2 separate regions of the Mus musculus genome follow, and region 1 is linked to region 2. A link is a contact called in public Hi-C data. All regions are on one chromosome and are shown on one strand. Each heading gives the region's core, a stretch centred on a gene start, on an enhancer-like site or on the middle of the called end of the contact. The rest is flanking DNA. Distances are from core to core; before and after follow the strand shown. Region 1 has its middle 11 kb from the start of Sstr2. Region 2 overlaps 2610035D17Rik (RIKEN cDNA 2610035D17 gene).

Region 1 (5,632 bases), core at 2,865-5,364, 530 kb after region 2:
TACTTATGTGTGTGCAGGCTGGAGGCTGATACTGCTACCTCCCTACATCATTGACTAACTTTACTGAGACAGGGTCTCTTGCTGAACGTGAAGCCTTCTGGTCAAGTGAGCCGGCTTGCCTCGAGGATCCCGTCTCCACCACTCAAGCTCCGGTTTTATAAATGGTCAGCCATGCCCAGATGAGTTTTATGTGCTCTGAGGATCCAGATTCATGTCCTCGCACTTGGGCAGCAAATGTGTTAACCAAATAAGCCGTCTCCCCAGCTCTCAGAGGTATTTTTATGTATTTATTATTAATGGGGGGGGGGGGGTTTGGCACACTTGCCGTGGCACATGTGTGGATGGATGTCTGAACAACTTTATGGGGCTGGTCCCTGCCTTCCACCTTTATGTGGGTTGTGGGGACCAAATTCAGGTCACCAGGCTTTGCTCAGCAAACGCCTTTACCTGTAAAGTCATCTCCCCAGCTCTCAAATATGATCTCTAGGGCTGGAGAGATGGCTCAGCGGTTAAGAGCACTGACTGATCTCCCAGAGGTCATGAGTTCAAATCCTAGCAGCTACATGGTGGCTCACAACTGTAATGAGATCTGGCGCCCTCTTCTGGGGTATCTGAAGATAGCTACAGTGAACTTCCGTATAATAAATAACTAGGCTGGAGCAAGGGGGGCTGGAGCAAGTGGGGGAAAAAATATGATCTCTAAAGAATTTTATACAAAGGTGTGCATTATGAAATTCACAGAAATGAAGACTCAGGAACAGTGCTTATGAAACAATTAAGGCCAGCTAAGAGCTGGGCGTGGTGGTGCACGCCTTTGATCCCAGCACTCGGGAGGCAGAGGCAGGCGGAGTTTGAGGCCAGCCTGGTCTACAAATTGAGTTCCGGGACACCAGGACAGCCAGGGCTATACAGAGAAACAAAAAAAAAAAAAAAAAAAAAAAAAAAAGGCCAGCTAAAGGAGTATACAGGTGTGTGCGGGTGTGTGTGTGTGTGTGTGTGTGTGTGTGTGAAGGTTGGGAGCCCCACCCTTCCCAGGCTGGGACCGCTGTGTCACCACCTTCCTCAGCTGTACATGCATGAGGTGTCATACAGGTAATGTAATGCTTGGATATGCTAAATAGGCTGTTCATTATTCATTAGATATGCTAATTAAGCGGTTCCTCACACCACGGGTGATATCTCCCTATTTGTGTACAAGAGACAAGAAACAATTCAGCCCTCAGCCCCTTGGTTGACCACAGCTGTAGGATATGAAGAAATTCAAGGGCAGGTATGTGGATGGTGCTACCCACTCCAGGTTCACAGTAAGCATGACACTTAGCATCCCGCATGTAGACTTCAACTGTACTTTAAAATGCCCTTTCTTCTTCTGGCTCCATAAGCAAGGGTTGTTGAGTGGTCAGAATGGCTGACTGCCCTACCCATGGCTAGCTTACCTTACTGGGCTGTGTTAATCTCCGACTATGTCAATACCACCTGGCTCCCAAAACTACTTGCTATTGCTTAGAAAGATACGTTCGGTGGGATTTATGATAGGCAAATAAATCACCCAAAAGGAAAAGTGCAACCATAAACCAAGACTACAGGAACAGTTGTTGCAAAAAGAAGAGGGAGGAGGAGGAAGAGGAGGAGGAAGAGGAGGAGGAGGAGGAGGAGGAGGAGGAGGAGAAGGAGAAGGAGAAGGAGAAGGAGAAGGAGAAGGAGAAGGAGAAGGAGAAGGAGAAGGAGAAGGAGAAGGAGAAGGAGAAGGAGAAGGAGAAGGAGAAGGAGAAGGAGAAGGAGAAGGAGAAGAAGAAGAAGAAGAAGAAGAAGAAGAAGAAGAAGAAGAAGAAGAAGAAGAAGAAGACAACGACGACAATGACAAGTGCATTCAGAAAAATCCCAGACTGTTACCAAAGGCAAAGTTAGTTACCAGTTCAGCCTCGGGCTGGCTTCTTGGCAGCCATAACAAATAGAGAGCCACTACTTCCTGTTCTTTTTGATACAGATGGGGGGGGGGGATTGGAAGGAAGAGCTACAGATTCACCTTCACCATTGCCACAGTTGGAAATATTCGTCTTTGAAAAAAATGCCTTTTCCCCCCCCTCACATAGGAAATGGCTCTAAGAAACTCAGAATGGTAGCAATCATTTCGGGAAGACAGGTCCGAGTAAGGCTATAGTGCTCCTGTCCCCATAGCTTGAGAAATTGCCTCCAACAAGGCTTTGATCCTAAGAAGCCACCCATAACCCCAAGATGGAATGTCTAAGCTGTGTCTGGGGTTACTCAGCAACAGGATGGTCATTTGAAGGCAGAAAAAAAGAGGACTTTAATATCAGTGATACAGGGCTCGGAGGTGATCTCACAAGTTTGAAAACCTATGTTCAATCGCCTGAATCCACACAAAAAAGTCAAGTGCAAGTCATGGGCTTGTGATTCTAGCAACGGCGAGCTGGGAGGTAGAGAGCCATGGACCCTTGGAAGCTCATTGGACAACTAGCCTGTCCTACATGGTGAAGATCCAGGCCAATAAGACCCTGTCTCAAACAAAGAATAGATGTGCCTAGTGTTCAACACTCAAGGCTGACACACCACACCACACCACACCACACCACACCACACCCCCCCACACACACACATACCCTGCCAACACATAGTATGCATATACATGAACACACACAACCCATACACAAACACACAAGATTAATAAATCATCCAGATAAGCCATCAGATTTCGTGATATGAAAATTTATGTTTTACCTGCTAGTCTACCTATATTTATAATTTAATTAAATTTTAAAAAATATGTTACTTTATTTTATACATATGAATGTTTTGCTGGCATGCATGGCTGTGTACCATGTGCATGCCTGGTGCCTGTGGGAGCCAGAAAAGGGCATTGGATGTCCTGGTGTAGGAGTTACAGATAGTTGTAACCTTGTGAATACTAGGGTCCTCTATAAGAACAGCCAGTGATATTAACCACTGAGCCATCTCTCCAGCCTCTGAAGCATCTATTCTGAAGATGACTTGTTTTCTGGATTTCTTTTATCAAGAAGGAGGAGGAGGAGGAGGAGGAGGAGGAGGAGGAGGAGGAGGAGGAGGAGGAGGAGGAGGAGAAGGAGAAGGAGAAGGAGAAGAAGAAGAAGAAGAAGAAGAAGAAGAAGAAGAAGAAGAAGAAGAAGAAGAAGAAGAAGAAGAAGAAGAAGAAGAAGAAGAAGAAGAAGAAATCTTTTAATGTAAATGTTAACACAGTTTTAGTTCAAAAAGTTACTCTTAGCTCCAATCCAACATTATGAAGACAGATCCGATGGATAAAGGGGAAGTGGATACAATAAAAAATAATACATCAGGGCTGGAAGACTAGCTCAGCAGTTAAGAGCACTTGCTACTCTTGCAGAGTTTGGTTTGGTTCTAAGGACCCACGTCGGGCTGCTCATCAGAACCTGGGACTCCAACTCTATGGATCTGATGCCCTCTCCTGGCTTCTGTGAACACCTGCACTCAGACGCACACAAATGAACATAATTAAAAGTAAAATAAATCTTTTTTTAAAAAATGCCTCGGATTGACTTTGTGATCCCTGATGGTGCGTTTTACAGACTACTACTCGCCTCCCAATAGAAGGATTGGAGCTGAATAACCTTGGGCATGGAGATGAATTCTGTACAGGGTTCGTGTCTTAGTTTAGAACATGCACCAGATGTGACGAGGACAGTGGAGGTGAAATGGTAGGAAGAAGGGACTCCGTGGACCCCGCAGCAGGCAGGGGGACTCCGTAGACCCGAAGGCAGAGGGGACTCCGTGGACCAGTAGAGCCTGTTTACTTACACACATCTGACCTCCTCTGTGTGGCAGAGCACAAGCGCTGCCTGCAGACACTGTTGGCTCCAGCTTCCCAAATGTGAGGTGTGCAGCATGAACACTGGGGTAGGTGGATAGGCAATGGCGGCTGAGGTCTATGCCCCCTCCACAACCAGCTCCAAGGGTGACTGTCCAACCAAGGGAAGTCACAATGGGTGAGAGTCGAGCTTTTCTGCCTTGCTGTAGAAGTAAAGCCTGTGGATCCAGGCAGTTGCAGGGTGTGGCTGAAAAATCTGATTTCCGCTTCTGGTGTGTGTGTGTGTGTGTGTGTGTGTGTGTGTGTGTGTGTGTGTGTGTGTGCAGCCTCTCAGGGTAAGTGCCGACAGGCACAGCTCTTGAGCTTGTACGTAATGACTTGGAATCGGTCACTTGACTCAACCACATTTTTTGCCAGCTTCAAAATAATTAATTCCCCGGCAAATGTTCTATCAACGCAAATCTTTCTTTTAGAGTTTCTTTTCCCTCTGTGCACAAATTCCTGGGGACAATCCCATTGGCAGAGTCTCTTCATTTCTTGTTTTTTTTTTTTTCCTAGAAGCTCATGTAGGGACGAGGATGGCAGTCTTCTGTAGCTGCCATTACCAATTGGATTCGGCAACCACTGGGCTGAGAATACTGTCTCAAAGACAAAGACGGCCCCCCATAGCCATGCCAATACTACCCACCCCTTCCTGCACTCAGAGGGGTTGAACACCAGTGGGTGAGCCACTTGTTCTCCTAGAGACGTCTCGGGCTGTTCGCATCTGGACTACGCCTGAAAACAGGGCTAAATATTAACCAAGCCCTAGCCAAACCCACTGGAAAGCAGTATTGATTCTCCTAAGAGTATACTGTCATTTAAATGAAATGTGAGGGTTGGATCCCAGTCTGGTTCAGGGAGCACCTGCCTCCCGTAGGACAGAGCCCGGAAGCAGGAGGGAGCTGAAGGCACAGGGTCAGCTTCCAGTGCAGATACCGAGCTGACACATGGGTGGGGGGCAGGCTTCACTTTGAAACCACCCCCTCCCTGACACAGGTGGGGAGGGGAGGGACCGGACTTCTTTGCTGGGATACTGGTCTCCAGGAGGGAGAACTGCTCACTTCGACTGCTCCTGCCACCAGAACCGGAAGCAGAAAAGGAACGTCCTGGTTTACAGATACAACTGTCTGGCCTTTTCACAAGGCCTGTTAGGAGATGTGATACGAGGGGCTGGAGAGATGGTTCAGAGGTCAAGAGTACTTGCTGCTCTTCCGGAAGACCTGGCTTCCCAGCACTGTGGCTCAAACAATCTTTGACTTCAGATCCAGAGAATCTGATGCCCTCTTCTGGTCTCTGTGAGCCATAGACATGCGTGTGGTATGCAGACATATGTGCAAGTGACACATCAAACTAACATAAAAAGATAAGAAAGAAGAGAGAGACAGACAGAGACAGAGACAGAGACAGAGAAAGCAAGGGGAGAGGAGGTGATACGATACAGGGGTTACTCATGAAGGAATCAGAAGTGCCGTGCCACGGCCTGGTCCATCTGCTATACTGTGGCAGAGACCCCAGTTGCCTAAGCAATGGAGAAGGTCCCTTGGCAGTAGAAGCCACTGAAGAAGAAAGTAACATGGAGGTCAACAGAGAGCTCAGCCCAGGGGCAAGTACTTATTAGTATCAAAGACCTTGTCATTCTTACATGCAGCTCCTCACAAAGAAGATGCTGTAAAGGGCTGGGGCAGGGGCCCCTGAGGGCAGTAACTAGTGCCGCAGAAGCAAAATCCACCATTAACTGGCTGAGGTAACTGGCCATCAATCGCACCATGG
Region 2 (6,144 bases), core at 1,478-3,977:
AGGAAGTTTCCAGTCTAGACAGGGAACCTTGAGAAAGTATAAAATTTCTAAAACGTTGGGTGACAGACAACTCGGTGAAGCCAGACAGACCCTCCCTCTGTCCTGTCTCCATAACAACAAGGCCTGTGGGAAGGTGGACCCTTTTGACCATATAGAGACAAAACCCTGTGACAGAACAAGCCAGGCGTAAGACAGGTCCTCTACAGAGCCGCTTTTGGCATGTGTGTCCCTTGTGAGCACCTACCCAGGCCATGACAGGGTAAGGCGTGTTTTGTCCTACCGGCATCACCAGGGGACAGTTTTCTGCTGCTCACTTGCCTGGTGAAGAGTCCTATATTCTCAGAGTCACACCTAAGAAAGGCATGACGACCCTTCAGCTCTGCCATAGCTTCAGGCTGCAAGAAAATCTCTCTGTGAAAACATCAGCTGGCAGAATATGGCCCGAAAGCCACCGTCTCCTGTCTACTGGCCTAGAATGTTCTCTCGCCCGGGTCACTGCCTGCACTTTGTCCAGATGCTACCACCTGCAACCCAAGGATCTCTCCGTTGCTCTCCACCCCTCTGCTCTTTTCATTGGAAAGGATTGATCCCTTGCTCTTTAACAAGAAAAAGAAAGAAAGGAAGGAAGGGAGGGAGGGAAAGGGAACGGGGAACGGGGAACGGGGAACGGGGAACGGGGAACGGGGAACGGGAACGGGAAGGGAAGGAAAGGAAAGGAAAGGAAGAAAAGAAGAGAAGAGAAGAGAAGAGAAGAGAAGAGAAGAGAAGAGAAGAGAAGAGAAGAGAAGAGAAAAGAAAAGAAAAGAAAAGGTTTATTTATTTTATGTGCATGGGTGTGGGTGTTTTGCCCTCATATATATCTGTGTACCATGTGTGCTCGATGCCCACAGAAGCCAGAAGAGGGGGTTGGCACTGGATTTATGGGTATTTGTGAGCCTTTATGTTGGCCCTGGTAACTCAACCTGGGTCCTCTGGAAGAGCAGCCAATGCTCCTAACCACTGAGCCATCTCTCCTTCCTGGCTCTTGTTTATTTATTTTTTGTTTGTTTGTTTGTTTGTTTTCCACAGCATTATCACTTCTGGGTCTGGGTCTGTCTGTCTGTTTAGAGTATGTCTATCCTCTCTAGAGATGGAGATGAAGACTTTTTCTCCTTTGTTTTCTGTAACTGTACTGTACTTAGTAAGCATTGGCTAAATACCTGTTGGGTGAGTATATGTCTTACCCATTTGCTGTCTGTCTGTCTCTGTGTGTCTGTCTGTCTCTGTCTCTTTCACACACACACACACAACATACACAGACAGACACACATACAAACACACACATGCACACGACACACACACACACGCACACACACATATCAATGCATAACCCTCCTACATTCAGGTTAGAGCACACTCTCAAAGGCCAGCCAGGCAGCCGCGCACCTCTGGCCCCCACAGAGGCTGTCTGCAGACCCACGAGAGACTTCAGGTGTTTGACCTTTGCTCTTTTTTTCCAGATCACTGAGGAAACATGACAGCAGTGTGACACACTGAATGAAAGCTCAGGGTTCCCTGTCCCCATCCCCAAAGCCCAGGACATTGCTTTCTGCAACCAGGAAGCCATTCCACAAACTGATAACACCCTCTCTCAGAACCTGCCAATCCTTTAGAAAACTCCAAAACAAGACAAAAAAAAAAAAAACCCTATATTTTCCTGGCAGCCCAGCCAATCTTTTACCAAAAGTGAGTCCCCACCTCCTTTTTTTGGAGACTGATTTTTTTTTAATGGGGGGTGGTAGGTAGGGGAGGGAGAGTCCATGTTTCTTCCTCAAACTACTGCAGGTTCTTCCTCTCTGAATGACAAAACTTGTTTCTCCATGATGACATGGTGAAATACACCGTTCTGACCCTCAGGGCTTTGGAGAAGAGAAAATAAAACCTCAACCCTGCCCAGCTCACAAGATTTTACAGAGCAGATTACAATCCCCAGCCTCCCTCTCTTCCTTGTGAGTCACAAAACAGCTGCCTTCCAGACAGGGCTGACCTGACGGCTACAGAGAGGATATTTTCTCACAGAATCCACAAAGGACTCGAATGGAGCTTTTCCCTGAAGTGCAAGACAAGTGGACAGTCTCACCAGGCTTGCCCGGCCACGGGCTATTCTGCCACTGTCTCCTTTCGACCTGACCTACAGGGATTCACGTAGCCTCTGGGTCCCGGGACACTTTCTGTCCAACCGGTTTTGCCCATTAGTTTTGTTTCAGGAAGGATTGTCACCAAGGAGATGTCCTAGTGTCAGAGGCAGGAGGGAAAAAGAAACCCACCTGCAGTCAACCATTAATCCCTTAAACCAAAGCCTGGCAGCAAGTTCCAGCCCCTGAAAGGCTGAAAGGACAATGTTTTCTGTCTATCATAAGTCAAAAAAGAAATAAAAGCCCACTCAAGGACACTAGAGCTGTGACCACCATCCACAGGGGAAGCTCGGCCAGAGACATGTCCCCAGAGGTTCTGTATATTGCCCAGCCTTGGGAAATTGGCTTGACGTGTGTTTTCCTTTTCGAAAAGAGCGTGGCAGGAAGGAAACAGAAAGCAGAGTCTGTGATTAAGAAAAAGGAAAAGTGGTTTTTGAATGTGATTCAGGTCGCTCCCCTGTGACCCAAGGAGCCGCAGGGCACATGCACCTCCTACCAGGGCAGCGCTGGCCTTCTGTTTGCTATGCCCACAACGTGGCCGGCCGGCCTTCCTATCAGGACCTCTATGGAGAGGTGGGTGGAGCAACGCCAACCAAGCCCGGTTCCTGGATGTTAGCTTAAGCACTATGTCCACAAGCATTTGGGCTGTTCAAGAGGAACGGACACAGTCCTGACGCTAGGAGCCCTCTTATAGAGCAAGAGGAAATGACGACTTCATCTCTTCTAGGAGGAACCTCACAGTGCCCTGGGGAACTATCCACACAGACCCACACTACAGACAGATGGACTTCCCGAGATGACAGTGGACAAACAGGAACTCTAATGGTGGTTTGTCATTTTCAGGAAGGTTTGTTTTCCTTAAATAAGCATCGTGCTCAATGTATGCAGCGACAGCCAATGTGATCTCCCCAGCCAAGCCATGTCCCCAATCCACATACCACATTGGCCACCCTTATCCCTGCCCCGTCTTTTCACCTAATTGTTCCTGGTGTGGACTCTGTATTTGTCTTATTTTTGCCTTGGTTATCTATGGAGATGAAATATTTTAGATGTTTGTGGGTCCTGACTAAACCAGGAAATTGGGGACAGCCAGAAAGTTGTCTCTTATTGAGAGCATTGCAGGTGGGGAAAAACATACCATTTTCAAAGAGAGCCAGGTGTGTGTGAGCACACATCTGGCGTACCGGAACTTTGGGAGGCTGGGGCAGGAGGAGCTGAAGTTTGAGACTACTATAGGCTATACGGCAAGTGTAAAGCTAGCCCGACGTACATGATGAGAACCCTCCCCTCCCCATCTCAAAGAAACAAAGGGTCAGGTTATAGTTCATGGGTACAGTGGCTGTCAAGCATGTCCAACACTAGCAAGCAAAAAAAAAATTAAAAGTCTTGTATGCACAGAAGAAAGGCTTAATGACTTTGGGATGGTTAATGGGGAGAAAGAAAGCTGTGTGCAGTGGTCGGGTTGGCTCTGCACGCTCATACTGCTGAAGAGCTCTCTCCCTTGCCTTGTGTGTTACTCATGAAGCAAGGGAGCCTAAGGAGCCAGTGAAACAGGCAAAAGTTCTCAGAGCCCTGAGACTGATGCCTGGGAGAGACTCAGCAGGCTGCATCGGGCTGGCCTTACCCCTCTGAAGTCAACTATAGATGGCCAGCCCACCTGACCATGTGACACGTGGGCACATGCCAGATGAACAGGAACTGTAGCCACACACAGAACGTCTCATGAAAATTGCGTGTCTGAGCCATGACTGGAAGGAAGATCATTGAGAAAAAATGTATGGATTGGCAGCCTATTCATCACAATGTTCCCTTCTTCCCATGGTTGAGCTCATGAGAATTCTTGCTGTCCTGGGTGGAACCAGAGGCAGGAGCTAGACAGACAGATGCACACACGCATGCACATATGCACACAACATAGACAAACCCTTGTGTGCACACATGACCTTTCATGTGCTCAGGACATATACATTTATATATGCATACCACACACACACACACATACACCACATAAGGAGAAAATCCATCACCTTTGATTTGCCTGTCTCATCCTGAGAAGCTTGGGTGTAACCCCTGGGAACGAGCTCTGAGGCCACACGTGGATGAAACTCCTTGCCCGGTGACAATGACGTCATGTCTCCTGGGCATTGGCTCCCTTGGGAATGTGTGAGTGGGTCCCCTGGGGCAGAGAGCAACTGCTCCAGGGGTGATTCATAAGTGCTGCTCCCAACCCTGTACAGTCCTCAGCCTCTCTGTGGAGCTCACATCCAAGGCTGCTGTGTGCTGTAGACCTTCCCAGTCATTGCTCTAAGCAGAGCATTTGGTGGGCAGGAGTGGACACTTGGGGCCACCTTGTCTCCATCCCTGCCCCTCTCTTCTGTCACACTCCCCACCCCCAAAAAAACTGGGAGAACAGATCGAGGTGGGGGTGACTGAGGCAAGAAAAATGTTCCCTCTGTTGAAACCCATGAATCACCGCTCACTCGCTCGGGTGGCCTCCTTTAAATCAGAATGACACCTGTGCTTACTCCTACACCCCAGCCCTCAGCGCTGCTGCTCCGGGAGGGTCTTGGCTACCTTACCTCCTCTCTATGACAAAACACAACGAGGCAGAGTACCAGCCAACACGTGCAACCACAAGGCCAAACTCCTACTTCCCATGCATGGCTGTGTCTATACAGGTATCCCTCTGGTAGGGAGGGGGAGGGGTGGGGATCAAAGACTGTACCTCCCCCACCCACTACTGTTCAAACATCCCAGTGGGATCCCTGCTCCAGGAACCTATATGATGCCAGGAGTAAAATATGGGATTTCTAAGAAAACGCATTAGCATCATTGTAAGAGCTCTCCAGTTGAATGCTCTGTCCAAGATTCTATCAAAAGAAAAATAACAGAGGGGGCAGGGAGACCACTCAGTGGGCAAAGAGCACTTGGTACACAAGCATGAAGACCTCTGGTTGAATCGCAGCGCTCACATAAAAAGCTAGGTGGACATGGCTGCGCATGCGCCTTTAACCTCAGGGCTGGCCGTGGAGGATCCCTGGGGGTTGCTGGCTGCCAGTCTGGCTATAGATTCATTGAGAACCCCTGTCTCAAGAAATAAGGCAGAGAGTAATGGAACAGGACACCTGATGTCCTTTCTCTCGCTTCTTGAAGGGAGGGGGATTTTTTCCCCCTTTTAATTTAGAAGGTGAAACTAATTGTCAGTTCAGCCAAACAGGTTGCAGGTTGGTTCTGGCCCTGAAGCCTGTTTGACAACCACTGATCAAGAATCCAATATCTAAAAGGAATCTCTCTGAGAGTTTTCGTTTGAAAGGAATATAACCATCCCCATAATAACGCGTCGGTATATGAACAGATACAACTCTGGAAAACTTGGCATTCTCAGATCAACACGGGAGAGAAGCAAATATTATTGTCCCTGACTTCACAGACCTGAGACTTACGAGACGACCGTGGGTTTGCCAACTTCCCATAGGAAAGACTTAAAGCAAGCGAGTCTGACTTTGGAGACACAAGGCCATGGACATACATCACCCTTATTGGGGTATCAAGGAGAAGTGGGTGGCGAGGAGGGTTCTGAGAAGCCACCATCACTGTGCTTTGTGGAGTAATTTGGAGAACCCTCCCATCAGAAGAGCCCCCACTCCCACCTCCTGTGGCAGTTCCTCCCCCAAACATTTGATTCCATGGCTCCAGGGCCCTCCCAGGAGGGACTGGCTACTATCTGTGAAGTGACACTCTATGTGGTGAGCCATGAAACTGAGGTCAAGGGGGAAGTAAGCGCAGAGGCACGTGTGAGCCCGAGACTGCTGGTTTTAACTCCAAGGGATGGATGGGCCCACTGCCCAGAGAGGTTCTCACCCAGCTTCCTCACTAGGGCTCTGTCTCATGTGTTCCCATCACACCGACCCTTGGCCTTCCGATAGTGCATTTCTGTCCTTCCTCAGCCTCCACTATCCAGGCTAGATAC

The links. A called contact is a pair of places that touch in the nucleus more often than the background predicts.
Region 1: a contact with region 2 is called in a Hi-C map of the AML12 cell line, with 5 times the contacts expected there. The contact joins two enhancer-like sites. A contact is called at or near these places in 1 of 484 Hi-C or Micro-C datasets (the AML12 cell line) and 2 of 115 datasets of contacts at active chromatin or transcription factors (embryonic stem cells and pancreatic cancer cells).

What each region holds. Positions count from the first base shown.
Region 1 is chr11:113,627,392-113,633,023 of GRCm38.p6, forward strand. It overlaps a transcript of Slc39a11 not described here. Among named protein-coding and RNA genes, the nearest start is that of Sstr2, 11 kb to the left of the region's middle. Within about 2 kb of position 4,115, at least 20 of the 459 cell types and tissues checked have an H3K27ac peak or open chromatin away from gene starts, as enhancers often do. A contact at or near this core is called in the AML12 cell line and pancreatic cancer cells, where this site is marked.
Region 2 is chr11:113,098,979-113,105,122 of GRCm38.p6, forward strand. All of the region lies in intron 1 of 2610035D17Rik (RIKEN cDNA 2610035D17 gene), which reads right to left. Among named protein-coding and RNA genes, the nearest start is that of Gm39467, 32 kb to the right of the region's middle. Within about 2 kb of position 2,728, at least 105 of the 459 cell types and tissues checked have an H3K27ac peak or open chromatin away from gene starts, as enhancers often do. A contact at or near this core is called in the AML12 cell line and pancreatic cancer cells, where this site is marked.